3 separate regions of the Sus scrofa genome follow, and regions 2 and 3 are each linked to region 1. The links are chromatin contacts, called in public Hi-C and promoter capture Hi-C maps. All regions are on one chromosome and are shown on one strand. Each heading gives the region's core, a stretch centred on a gene start, on an enhancer-like site or on the middle of the called end of the contact. The rest is flanking DNA. Distances are from core to core; before and after follow the strand shown. Region 1 holds the start of EPN2 (epsin-2). Region 2 holds the start of LLGL1 (lethal(2) giant larvae protein homolog 1). Region 3 overlaps LOC110256117 (multidrug and toxin extrusion protein 1-like).

Region 1 (4,432 bases), core at 757-3,256:
CATCCCCTGATCCAGGGCTGACGCCCACACCCAGCTGAGCACTCCCCTGGCTGGAGGGCGCCCCCTCCGTGGGCCCTCCGGGTCACTCTGCCTGGAGGGGGATGTCTGGGGCCGCGTGTGTCTCTGCTCAGAGCAGGACCAAGTTCAAGATCTCTTTATCTGCGGCATGTGGCTGAGGCACTCGAGGGGCCTTAGAGACCCAGAGGATCTGGAGCCAGACTGTTCCATCCCTGCGGTGTGGCTCCGGACAAGCCACCTCCCTCTCTGAGTCTCAGGCTTTTCACCTGGAAACAAGGGATCAACCATTGCTTTTCCCTCGCGGTACTGTTGTGGGATTAACTTCTCTAATAAACACCTTCAGCACTTAGGAAAGATCCCCGAATATAGAACCATCAAAACAAACAAAAATCATTACTATTCTCATTGTCCTCATTGCCGACATGGTCCCTGGAAGCTGTCCCTGCAGAAAGCGGGCGGGGCACCCAAAGAGCCAGTCCTTCAGCTGGCCTTGGACCCAGGACGGAAGGAGCCTCCCACCATCCTGAGAAATCTGCTCTCCAGGGGGTGAGCCTGAGGCCTGGGGAGAGGCAGCCCCTGCCAGCCCACCCCCTCTTCTCCCCAGGCTCAGGAGGCGGTCCCCTCAGCTTCTCCCCCAGTGACCACAGACCTCCCAGGCCGGCAGGCAGCGCCTCGACCTCTGACCTGCAGGGACCCCAGGCGGTGGCAAGAGAGCGGCTCTGCCATCATCACCCCTCCAGGGAGAGCAGGGGAGAGGGCGCTGAGTAGGCCCTGGGCACTCCCTTGCAGGCGATGGCTCCCACGGTGCAGGCCCTCTGCTCAGATGGCTCAGAGCAGGTGGGGGCACAGGGGCGGGGCGGGGGTGGGGTGGGGCCGGTGCGGGAGCGCCCCTGTCCCAGGCAAATCAGCAGCGGAAAAGCTAAGGGCTTTTAAGGACAGGGCACGGGGCCTCCCCTCCTCGCGGCTCCGGAGCGCATCAGCTCCGGGGGCCACTCGTGTGGTCCCAGCAGATCCCCGGCCGCCGTCGGCCGAGGCGTGCCCTGCTTCCCCAGCCTGGGGAGCCGCCCGGGCCCTCGACGTCCCTCCACCTGCGCCCCCCGCCCTTCGCCAGCGCCACCTCCCCCTCAGTGTTCGGGACACAGTTTCAAAAGTCACCTCCTGGGACACCTGCCCTGAGCCTGCCTCCCTCCGCAGGCTGGCAAAGGTCTTCCTGCTCCGGGGGAGCCCGCCCCGGCCCGGGTCTCCCCGGCCCGCCCGGCGCCGACCCTCAGCCCCTTTTCCGCGGGGTCCGCCCGCCCGCCCGGGGCGCCAACGCGCACCGGCAGCGCCCCCTGCCGGCGGCTCCCGCATCACAGCGCCCTCTGCCCGCCGGGGTGGCCGCCCCGCCCGGGGCCCAGGCCCCCAAACGAGACAAGACCGGAACGAGGCAAGAGCGTCAGAGGCCTGGGCCTGAGGCCACAGACCCTGCCCAAGCCCCTGCCCTGCCTCCAAGTCACGTCAGCACATCTCTGCCCTCCCGAGCCTGTTTCCCCGCCTGCAAAGCCCGTCCCCCAGTCACCTCCATCTCCGGAGCATCCGCTGGTGCTTCGCGCTGAACCCGGCCCTGAGAAGTCGGCACAGCCCAGGATGGGCAAAGTCACGGCCTCAGGACCCAAACAGAGCAAAGAGGGGGTGGGGGCCCCACGGCGGCCGAGGCCACGCTCTGGGTCGGGGGCTGGAGGCGAAGACGTCGGAGCCTAGCAGGCTCACCGCCCGCGGCGTCTCTCCTCCCGGTTCCCCACGGCTGCTCGGCTGGTTCCTCCTCCTCTCGCCGGCCCGTTACCGTCGAGGCGCCCCAGGCCTCACCTCCGCTGCACGAAGTCCCGCGGTGACCTCCGTCTAGAGTCTCTAGACTCACGGCCAGTTGGGCCCCGACGGTTCCTAAGTTTCGCCTCCACCCCAGGCTCCTGCACCCAACACCCCACATCCGCAAACTCGCCCGGAGTCCCTCCCGGACCCACCGCACAGCACAGGGGCTTGGGCAGGGTCTGTGGCCCACGGGACTCTGAGCCACGCCTGCGCTCCTCCTGGCCCCCAACAGCCTCCACCTGGACTAGAGCGGTGCCGCCTCACCTGCCTCCTTCCTCCACCTGTGTCTCCAATCTGGGACCCCCCCCCACCTCAGAGCTCATCCCTTGGGCCTCCCAGGACCCTGTCTGGGCTCCCAGCTTGCTCCCAGTTCGTAGGGCCTCTGACCTCTGACCTTCTGTTGGGTCTGAACCTTCCTAAAGTAGGAAGCCCTCTTTTTTTTTTTTTTTTTTTTTTTTTGGCTTTTTTTTTTTTAGGGCTGCACCTGCAGCATGTGGCAGTTCCCAAACTAGGGGCCAAGTCAGAGTTACAGCTGCCGGCCTATACCACAGCAACGCCAGATCCTTTACCCCCTGAGTGAGGACAGGAATTGAACTTGCATCCTTTATTTATTTTTTTGTCTTTTTGCCATTTCTTGGGCCCATCCCGCGGCATATGGAGGTTCCCAGGCTAAGGGTCGAATCAGAGCTGTAGCTGCCAGCCTACGCCACAGCCACAGCAACTCAGGATCTGAGCCGCGTCTGCGACCCACACCACAGCTCATGGCAACGCCGGATCCTTAACCCACTGAGCAAGGCCATGGATGGAACACCGCAGCCTCATGGTTCCTAGTTGGACTCATTAACTGCTGAGCCATGATGGGAACTCCCAGGAGGGCCTCTTTAAGCAAAAGAATGCAGCCTTACAATTACAAAATGAGGGAACCTGGGGAGAGTCAGAATGGCAGAGGGTGGTTTTAACGACTTGTGATAACAGCTTGCTTGCCTGGTGCGGCCTCTTGGGAAAAAGCAGCTTGGTGGTACCTCTCCAAGCCCAGCACACGGCCTCTGCATCAACCCCCAACAGACACATGTTCTAGAACGTTCATGGCTCTCTTCCTAATAGCCTCCCACCACCCCCACCCCGACCCTGGCCACGTGGCCTCCCAGCTGCCTCTAAATATTCTTTTTAATTTGCAGCTTCTGAATAGGCACAAAAAAAGGGTGAGTCCCTATGTACCACAATCCAGCTTCCATTCCCACCAACATTTTTTTACATGTGTGCATCTACCCACCTTTGAGCATTTAAAAAAATAAAGTAGATTGAATAAAATAGAAAACATCCGAAAAAGAAGGGTATTCTTCTGAAAAATGTTTGCCTCATCTTTGTGTCTCTCCTGTGTCGGAATATTAAGATGTGTTTGAAAAATGCTTTTCTGATACTTGGTTAATCTCGCTTTTAACATACCTTTTTTCCTTTTTCGGGCTGCACCTGCGGCATGTGGAGGTTCCCAGGCTAGGGGCAGAATGGGAGCTGTAGCTGTGGCTGTGACGGACCCGAGTCACATTTGCAAACGACGCAGATCCTTAACCCACTGGGGGTGGGCAGGGATCAAACTGGCGTCCTCACCGAGGGCAACGCCGGGTCCTTAACTGGCTGAGCCACAACCGAAACTCCTAGTCTTCCTTTTGAACAAAGAGCAGGCCATGCACTTTTTTTTGGTGATAAACAGTCTCCAACAGCATTTCATAACCTTTTCTCATTTTTATCTCAGTTTCATTGTTATGATGTATAAAGTGACACAGATGTTTCCACTTAAGAAGAGCAGTATGGGGAGTTCCTGCTGTGGCTCAGCCAGTTAAGGACCTGACCTAGTGTCCCTGAGGATGCAGGTTCCGTCCCTGGCTTCACTCAGTGGGATAAGGCTGTGGGGTAGGCCAGCAGCTGCAGCTTCAATTCGACCCCTAGCCTGGGAAGCTCCAGGTGCAGCCCTAAAAAGACAAACCAAAAAAAGCCATCTGTTCATGGAACAAATTTTTTTTTTGTCTTTTGTCTTGTTAGGGCTGCCCCCGAGGCACATGGAAGTTCCCAGGCTAGGGGTCCAATCAGGGCTACAGCTGTCCATGGAACAATTTTAAGTTTTATTAAGCAGTAATAGTTTGAGGATTGGGGGGGTGAAAATCTGAGAGTGGCAGGAGAACGACGCGAGGGAAAGGCTTCGGACCTTGGCCTGGCCCAGGCCCCAGTGTGGGACCCCCGGCCGGGTGGCTCTGCCCCTGCCTCCCCGTCCCCCCAGCCCCCAACCCCATAGGCCCTGCCTCACTTCTCAAGAGGAAGGCGGCCTGCAGTTCAGAGAGTCGCCGCGAGAGGGCAGGCGCACACGCCGGCAGATGCCGACGGAGGGGCTGCCAGGGACGCGGGCAGAGAAGCGGCAGCGGCCCGGCAGCCTCGGTTCGATCCCCGGTTCCTCGGCTCCCCAGGCTGCCTTTTAATCCCTCCCCCAGTAAAACAGGTTATCTGTAAAGAACAGATAACCTGAATATAAGATATAGTTTATGAGCCCCTTTCCCTCCCCAGCTTCATCTCA
Region 2 (4,432 bases), core at 1,223-3,722, 250 kb after region 1:
CCAGAAAGCCTGCGCCCCTGGGCCCCCAGCCCGACCTCCACAGCGAGGTGGGAACACAACTGCTCGCAGTCCTTCACCGCCTGCGCAAGCCCCCTGGGTGGGTCACTGCCCGGTCCAAGCCTCAGCTTCCATCTGGGCACTAGGGGCCGCAAGCCCACCTGAGGACAGTGGCCCACTTGCCAAGGCGGGGATGTGTGGCACTGCCATGCCCACAGTGGACCCGGCCGGCCGTGTCTGGCTGCCGCTCCTCCGCTCAGGACCCCCCCGGGGCTCCCAGCTCACTTCCAGTCAAAGCCAAGTCCTGGCCCTCGGGCCCCTCCCTGCCCCACGGGTCACTTGGTGGCCATGCACTCCCAGCCCCCGCATCCGCGGGCCTCTGCCTGGATGCCTTCCACCCAGCGTCCCTGTCGCCCCCCAACCACGCCCTCACCTGCCTGAGCTCACCCTTGGAGCCACCCCCGAAGCACGCTGCCTAGTTCCCTCTCTCCTGCCGGCTTCCCACCGTCTTCGCCGGAGTGAGAATTTGTTAAAATGACAAACATGTGGACGTGCCACATGCAACGGGGGGCAGGGCCGGGATGTGCACCCAAGTCTGGGTCCCAAGTCCGGGCTCACTCCTGCCCCCCGTTCCCCGCTTCCCCGACCCCTCGGGAATCTGGGGCCTATGTTCTTTCTTTTTTGTTTCCTTCTTTAGCCTCCCTGGGGTCCACGGAGCTCCTGAGCCAGTGATCAGAGCCAAGCGGCAGCTGCAACCTTTGCCACAGCTGTGGCAACGCCAGACCCTTAAGCCACGGTGCTGAGCCGGGGCCTGAACCTGCATGCTGGTGCTGCAGGGACGCTGCCCCTCTGATTGCGCCAAAGCAGGAACTCCTGGAGCCCATCTTCTAGGCATCAGCCGCCACACCCTCTAGTGACCAAGCCCCCTGCCCAAGATCATGCCCCTCCCACCACTGCTGCCCAGTCAAAATGGGGCCTCACCCTCCTTAGCAGGGAGACCGCAGCTTCTGCCAACCAGGGGCCCAGCCAGGGGGAGCAAGCCTTCCCCCTCCCCGCAGCTGCCTCAGGTCCCCACTTCACACCCCACCTCACGTGCCGAGGAAGTGACACCTTAGCACAACACCTGCCCAAACGCCATCCCTGTCCACACACCCGCACGGCCACTCAGCAAGGGAAGGGGGCCATCCAGGAGCCCCTGGGCACCAGCCCCCGCTCTGGACCCCTGGACCTTGAAGTCTGAGGGTCCTGGCCCCCGCTTCCACCACCTGGGAAACCCTGCCTGGCCCAGAGACGTTCTGCCCCGGCCGCTCCAGGACCAGCCATCCCAGAGCGTCACCTGGACAAGAGTCTCCTCGAAGCTGGCTCAGGACCACAGGAGGCCCTCCCAAAGTCCCTGTCCCTCCAGGCTACGTCAAATCCCACTGACGAGGCCAGGCAAAGACTGAGTGCCTCCGCTTACTCTGACTTTGGGCAGGTGGCCGGCCCTCTCTCAGCCTCAGTTGTCTCACCTGTGTGTTACCAGCCCCAAGAGCCTGGGTAGGGGCTGGGCGACCAGAGGGCTTGGGTGTAATACCCAGGCCACAAGTCACAGCCCTGGGGGAGTTGGCGAGGGGCAGGCCTCTCTCCAGCACACACTAGCGCAGGGGAGGCGGGGCCGAAGGCAGCCCCTTTCGGCGGCCCCTCTTGCCCTACCCAGGAAAGAAAGGAAGGAGCGGCCCGGCCCTCCCCCCCCCTCCGCCTGGGCTCCAGGAGAAGCAGTGGGCCGGATGGCCCGTGTGACACGGAGCCCACAGCAGGGAAGACAGGGGCTCTATCTCCGAGCAAGGGAAACTGAGGCCCCACGAGTTGAACTGCACTTGGCTACACGGCCAGGCATCCCCCCCGGGAGCCCCCGGCGGGGCAGGGCTGGGGGCAGAGCCCAGGGCGGTGGGGGAAGGGAGGAGAGGAACCGGGAAGGGATTTCCCAGCCCCACCCCCCAGCATCTGCCTCCACTCCGCGCCCCTCCCCACCGGCCTGGGGGCGAAAGCAAAACAAACTGGCCCGAGGGCTAACTAAGCAGGGGCGCCGAGGGGCCCCCAGAGAAAGAGATAGACAGTAAGTGGAGCCGGAGCCAGAGTTGAGAGCCGCCAAGAGACACACGGAGGCGGAGAGGCCCGCAGGAAGAGGCCGGCGGAGTTCGAGACGCGGAGACAGAATCAGGGGAGCGGAGGGCAGGGATGGAGGGAGGCTGGCGCGCGGTTCCAGCGGAGCCGGGCGGCCCGGCCGGCGTGCGCCCCCTCCCCCGGCCCGACGTGGCTCCGGCCCGGCCCCCACCCCCGGCCCGCCGTCGCACCTTGTGGAAGGCGAAGAGCTCCTGCTTGAGCTTCTCGCGCTGCGGGTCGGCGCCCTGCCTGCGGAACCGAAACTTCATCATCTTGCGCCCGGCCGCCCGCCGCCGCCCGCAGGATGCGCCGCGCGGCCCCGCCGGTCCTGAGGCGCGGGCGGGCGGGCGCCAGGCGCGGGCGCGGCGGGGCGGGGCCTGCTCGGGGGCGGGCCCGCCCGACGGACGCGCTGTCCGGCCAATGGGCGGCGCGCGGCCCGCCCGGCCCGCCCCTGCCGGTCGCCCAGTGGGCGCCCGCGAGCATGCCCATCGCGCATGCGCCGCGGGAGCGGGGCCTGCCGGGACTCGTAGTCCGTGAGCGGGGCTCCAGCGTGGGCGGCTGGGGAAAAGCCTTGGAAAGGCAAGGCGTGTTTCCCCCCCGCCCCCCTCCCTGGCTCACTGGAGGCCAGTCTCTTCCTGCGACGAGCAAACAACGCGCACACTCAGGTCATGAGGCATCTCCGTCCCAAAAGCCAGGAGAGTTCTGACCGGGGCGAACACAGTGATTGCATAGTCGTGTTACGTTTGGCCACTTTCGCAGGACACCCCTTGGCCCATCCCCCAGTGTGCCAGAGCACCGTCCACGCCATGCTCCCGGTCGGCTGGGTGGTTGGTCGGAAATGCCCTCCTCTGCCCCCAGCCTCTGGGGCACTCCTACACATCCTTCAGGACCCAAAGTAAAAAGCTCTAGTGGCCGCACGGAGGATTCTCAGGAGCGCCATCAGCTCAAGAGACAGAGATGCGGTGGAGAAAAGAGCCCCTTCCTCAGGAGCTGGCACTCGGGACGCTCCTGAGATGGCATCTCGGCTTCTCCGACGAGCAGGGAGGGCCTCCTCGGCTGTGTAGAGAAAGCTGCACTGCCTCCACTCAGAATGACGATCGGGCTGTTCCCATCCAACGTCCAGGCCTCCTTGTCTCATCTGGACAGTGGCCTGGAGACTGAACCTTTCTTTTCAAGGCTGAGAATAGGCTGCCCGAGGCTCAGGGTCCCAGAAGCTTAGGTGGGGCCTGTAGACCAGGCCCAGACCCCCCTAGCTGTGTGAAGGGCGGAGTGCCTGGCTTGTGACCCCAGGCAGCTGCCAAGCCACGGGCTTGGCTGCACCCCTCCACCCACGCCAGCCCTGCTCAGCCCTTCCCTGGGGTTGGAGCTGGATCTGGAAGAGGGCAAGTGGGAAGCAGGGGGCGAGAGGAGCAAAGATGTTAACAGGGCACAAGAGTGTCTGCGAGTGGCAGGCGCCATTCAAAACCCTTTCCTGGTTTCAGCTGATGAAGGCGGAAGCTAAGACAGGTGGGTACAGGCAGGGGGCAGAGCTGGCTGCCCTGAGAGGGGTCAGGCCCCTCGGGCCATGGCCCACTGCACACCCAGCACCGGAGGCCCCACTCTGAGCCCTGGGTTCTGGTCCCTGCCCTGCCCTGCCCCCCCATGGCTGAGTGGCAGGGCCTGAGCCCAGGGCCTCATTTGCCCAATGAAGGCCTCACACAGGGAAGTGTTAGGAAGTTGTTGCTTCGCATCGACTTTAGCGGCTGTGCAGCCTGGAGCAAGGTCCTTGAGCTCTCTGTGCCTCAGTGTCTTCATCTGTAAACATGTGGATGACACCGGTACCTGCCTCCAAGGGTCGCTGTGAAGGTGAAATAAATTAGTCAGTAAATTAGTACTTACAAAGCCCTCAGACCAGGCAGCCAGGAAGTGCCACATTCGAGTCAACTCTTGTGAGTTCTGGCTAATTGCGGTTTGACCTCTGCGCCTCCATCACCCTGGCAAGTCTCTGCCCTTGCTCAGTCTCCATTTCTGTCTTTGAAAGGGGACCAAGGGACCAGGCAGGAAGCCGTCCTGCCTCCCCCACAGCACATCCCCAGCTCACAACCTAGGGGGCCCCGGGCCTGTGATCACCTCGGGCAGCAGGGCCTGCTCGTCGTTCGCAGCAAGGAACGGGCTCAGAGAGCCCAGGCAAGGGCATGAACACGAGGTCTGGGTAATCTCGGGCCCACACCTAGCCTAGAGGTGAGGGGGCAGGAGGGCACCCGAGTCAGCAGCGCCCTTGGGAAGGGAAAGCCATCTCCACCGTGGCCGCCCA
Region 3 (4,432 bases), core at 608-3,107, 170 kb before region 1:
CTAGCACCCACGAGGATGGGGGTTTGATCCCTGGCCTCACTCAGTGGGTTAAGGATCCAGCGTTGCCGTGAGCTGTGGGGTAGGTCACAGATGTGGCTCGGATCCTGTGTGGCTGTGGTGTAGGCTGGTGGCTACAGCTCTGATTGGACCCCTAGCCTGGGAACCTCTATATGCAATGGGTGAGGCCCTTAAAAGACAAAAAGACCAAAAACATAATAATAATAGCTTTTGGCTGCGCCTGTGGCATATGGAAGTTCCGGGGCCAGGGATCAAACCCGAACTGCAGTTGGAAATACTGAGAGTCGTGCTGGGTAATACAGAGCCCCAGGCTGAGGACAGGTCTCGGAGCTGTGGCCTCCTGGTTTATTGACAAGAAAGGGCAGTCACAGCCTGTGAAGGAAGATCAGGACACCTCTGGCCTCAGCAGATCTGGGGACAACAGAAAAAGTCTTCCTATACCGAGGAGTGGGGATGCCACTCCGGCTTAGACGCGATTTAACCCAAGTGTATGGTAGCTAAGACCGCCCGCGTGAGGCCTCGGCTCACCCTGCCCATCTGCCCTCACCAGGAAAGAACAGGCTGCAGTGACCAGAAATCAAGAATGTCTCCGTGAAAAATCAAGATGGGAGTTCCCGCCAGGGCGCAGTGGGCTGAGACTCCAGCTGCAGCCTGCTGCTAATTACTGTTCACGTAGGCCAGATGGCACAGCTCCTGTCTTCACTCGACGTTGCTTCTCTCTCTCCTCTGCTTTTGAAACTTTAGTTGCTGCACCCGCAGCATGTGGACGTTCCCAGGCCAGGGATCGAACCCTCGCCGCAGCAGGTTCAGACAATATTGGGTCCTCAACCCTCGGAGCCACCAGGGAACTCCTCTCCTCTCTAATGTGTATTTTGCTCTCCTCTGATTCGGCTGTGATGAGATCCAACCAAATCACCCCAACTGCGGGCCCGGACTAGCCAGTGTGACCTTGTGTCATCCGATGGCTGAGGACATGGGGGGTCATGACCCCCAGGTATCTCATCGACCCGATCTGAGTGGTCTGGAAACTCAGACCTTTGCAACATTGCCGATGACTTTTTACAAAGCCCCACTGTGTCCCTGGCACCATGGGAGGCATCTTATACGGTCCTTCATCCCCTGCCTCACCCTCACCTTATGGGCATGACTGCCTCTCCTCTGAATCTGAAAGTTCAAGCAGCCAGCGCCTCGCGAGCAGCCCGGCCCCCAGCCGACCGTCCCAGCCCTCGGACGGGACGGCTCCAGCACGTTCTCTAATCAGCAGGAAGCACTGGCTCTTAGGCCAGCGGCGTTCCTTCCAGCAGCCCCCTGTCACCCACGCCCCCCTTGGTAATGTCACGCCCCCTACCAGGAGGGCCTCCTCCCCCTGTCCTCTCTGCCCTACGGGGGGCCGGGGGTCCTCCAGGGCCTTCGCCTTTCCCTTGAAAGAGTGTCCGTCCAACAAATCCTCGTGTCTCCGTCCGGACTCCAGGCTCGATCTTCCGCCCACGGCTGGGCGAGGACGCGGCCCGCGGGAGCCAGCGATGGGCCGGTGAGGACGCGGACTGCAGCCCAACAGCAGTCTCTGTGCACTGTTCTCCGTTCTTCCTCATTCTCGAAATAACTCCCTTTGGGGAGCCTTTGCTGGTGGGTTTTTTTTTTTTTTTTTTTTTTTTTTTTAATTTCCGGAGGGATTTTTCAGCTTTGGGCTTCCATTCGCATCTTGGCATCATAAGGACGCCTGCGTTTTCGCAGAGATACTGTGAACACTTGATCTGTTGTCCTGTCTGCTGAGATGCTCTCTTTCTGAGGGGGCGTGATCCTAAGAATAAAACAGGAATAATTACGGGCGCCCAGGAGGCTTCAAGAAGTTCCGGCCGGGGCCTTGGGCTCCCATCTCCCTCAGGACAACCACTGGCCAGCCAACCCAGGGGTCCCTCCGGAGGGAGAACTGCACCCCCGCACCTCTGCGACCCGGGGTTCGAAGCCCAATTCTGAGGTTCCGACGTTTCTGCAATGTTAGGCTGCCTGCACCTGTCAAAACTTCTCGCCACTCCTGGGACCCGGTTCCTCCTGCTCCACTTGGGTTTCTTCTACAGGCCATGAGCCTACTGTAGTTCCCATATGCTCATTTTTTTTTTTATTTTTATGTTTTTTAGGGCCGCACCTGCAGCATATGGAAGTTCCCAGGCGAGGGGTCAAATCAGGGCTGCAGCTACCAGCCTACACCACAGCCAGGGCAACACTGGATCCGAGCTCCATCTATGACCTACACCACAGCTTGTGGCAACACTGGATCCATAACCCACTGGGCGAGGCCAGCAAGGCAGCCTGCGTCCTTGTGGATACCAGTCGGGTTTGTACCTTGCTGAGCCACAACGGGAATTTCCTATAGTCTCAATGCAGTTTCTTGGATGGATGTTTCCAGAGGGGCAGTGGGTCCTGAGGCCATGGAGCTCTCCTGCTGGCCATTTCTGCTGATGCCATAGGCAGCCCGGGGACCGGATGCTCTCCTGGGGCATGGGTGGTGGGCTCAGACTGGGGACGTGAGTGAGAACGGATCTGGGAACTTGAAGACGAAGGGTGAAAACTCACACGGCGAGCAGAGGTTCCCAGGAGCGTGGGGGCCCATGGCCCAGGGTGGGTGGGTCAGAACCACCGCTGCAGGTCCCTGTCCACCCAGGCCTGGCTTTGGACCATGGACTCTGAAGCACCAACGCCATCTGTGTGCCTCTCCTCTTCGACCTGGCATCTCTGAACGGAGGTAGAGCAAAATGCCTCCTGCTGAGTCTGTGATTTTCAAAAGGTTTCCGTTTAGGGGTCTTTCACGGGTTTGGGAAAGTGAGGGCCTGGACTGATCAATCTCAGGCTGCCACCATTTCTCAGGTCCCCCGTCTTTAAAATCTGCTGCCCGGAGGTGGAGGAGGGGAAGAGACCCCTTTAAAGGAGAGACGGGAGGCTGTCACCTACCACAAGCTCCAACCTCACGGGCGGGGGCTGCCAGCTCCAGAATCCCTGCATTTGAATGAGTTGAATGACGGGTCGTCTCAGCTGGTCCTTTTTTACTCACTCAGTGAATTTGACTCCATTTATAGGTGTACAAAGGTCATCGCAACCCAGCTGTACCGCATGGCCATCCCCAACCCCCCAACCTGTCTCCTTTGGAAACCAGAAGTTTTGCCAAGTCTGTGAGTCAGTATCTGTTCTGCAAAGTCCATTGTCATCTTTTTTTTAGATTCCACATGCTGCGGTTGGCGTCTCACTGTCTGACTCACTTCTCGTAGCGTGACCATTTCTAGGTGGTTCTGGAGACTGAGACGCTGCAAGGCTGCAGCCGGCAGCCTGGAGCCCAGGACGACCAGTGGCACAGGTCCCATCTGAGAGCTATGGTGTCACTCGGTCCGAGCCCCTTTCTGAACGCGAGAGACCAGGGGCCCAGCCGAAAGCCCCTCAGGGAGAGCAAGTGTCCTGCTCGGGCCCCTATAGATTAGATGGGGGCCACCCACAGGCGGAACGCCTTCTCAGTTAACCATTCCTTTCTTTTTTCTTTGGCTACAACCTGCAGCAGCTTGAGGTGGGATCTCAGTTCCCAGACCAGGGACTGAACCGGGGCCAGAGTGCCGAGTCCTTAACACTGGGCCACCAGGGAGCTCCCCCAATTCAAATTTTCATCTCATCCCAAAACACCCGCACAGACACATCCCACATAGTATCTGACTAAATATCTGGCATCCCGTGGTCCAGTCAAGCTGATACATGAAACTAAGCACAAACTGTAGAAGGACGTTTTCCAGGTCAATCTGACTGAATCTATCAACGTAAATTTTTTTTTGGTCATTAGAACCAATAGTTTTATTATATATTTAGGTAACTCTCCTGGAGAAATATTAGTGCATAACCACAAGAGGCATGTAAAGCTTATTCCCATTAAATGGTTTGTATCAGCAACAGTGGAAGAATGTCTATGGGCCACCCAGTGGGAACATAAAAACGTATTGCCATTCACTGAATGTGAATGTGGCGATTATGTGGCAATTAAAAATACTGAGGTAGGAGGTCCCATTGCCGCTCAGCAGTAACAAACCCAACTAGGATCCAGGAGGACGCAGGTTCGCTCCCTGGCCTCGCTCCATGGGTTAAGGATCCAGCATTGCCACAAGCTGTGGCACAGGTTGCAGACTCGGCTTGGATCCTGCATGGCTGTGGCTGTGGTGTGGGCCGGCAGCTACAGGTCTGATTCCACCCCCAGCCTGGGGACTTCCATATGCCGCAGGTGCGGCTCTAAAAAGACCAAAAAATAAATAAATAAATTAATTAATTAATTAAAATAAAAAATTGAGGTAGACGTATATTTAGCTACTTGAAAATATCTAATATGCTTTTTAAAAAAAGTTGAAGAACTATGCATATAATACAATCTGATATTTTTTTCTGG

The links. Promoter capture Hi-C pulls out the DNA fragments that hold promoters and counts their contacts. Hi-C and Micro-C count contacts between places; a contact is called where the count stands out from the background.
Region 2: a promoter capture Hi-C map of liver shows a contact between it and region 1, with 4 times the contacts expected there. The contact joins the promoter of LLGL1 here to the promoter of EPN2 in region 1. A contact is called at or near these places in 1 of 5 promoter capture datasets (liver) and 2 of 47 Hi-C or Micro-C datasets (embryonic fibroblasts and subcutaneous adipose tissue).
Region 3: a contact with region 1 is called in a Hi-C map of retroperitoneal adipose tissue, with 5 times the contacts expected there. The contact joins the enhancer-like site here to the promoter of EPN2 in region 1. A contact is called at or near these places in 1 of 5 promoter capture datasets (liver), 23 of 47 Hi-C or Micro-C datasets (adipose tissue, alveolar macrophages, blood and 12 more) and 1 of 2 datasets of contacts at active chromatin or transcription factors (skeletal muscle).

Annotation. Positions count from the first base shown.
Region 1 is chr12:60,247,533-60,251,964 of Sscrofa11.1, forward strand. EPN2 (epsin-2) reads right to left here and starts at 2,007. Exons shown (of 8, transcript XM_021067960.1): 1 at 1,577-2,007. The coding sequence starts at 1,593.
Region 2 is chr12:60,497,951-60,502,382 of Sscrofa11.1, forward strand. It overlaps LLGL1 (lethal(2) giant larvae protein homolog 1), which reads right to left and starts at 2,473. Exons shown (of 24, transcript XM_021067985.1): 1 at 2,331-2,473. The coding sequence starts at 2,411. LOC110256131 (a long non-coding RNA gene) reads right to left here. Exons shown (of 2, transcript XR_002337407.1): 1 at 4,249-4,432; 2 at 3,354-3,976.
Region 3 is chr12:60,075,789-60,080,220 of Sscrofa11.1, forward strand. The region is part of intron 2 of LOC110256117 (multidrug and toxin extrusion protein 1-like); the gene reads right to left. Among named protein-coding and RNA genes, the nearest start is that of TRNAW-CCA, 4.0 kb to the left of the region's middle. Within about 2 kb of position 1,858, at least 3 of the 83 cell types and tissues checked have an H3K27ac peak or open chromatin away from gene starts, as enhancers often do. A contact at or near this core is called in retroperitoneal adipose tissue, where this site is marked.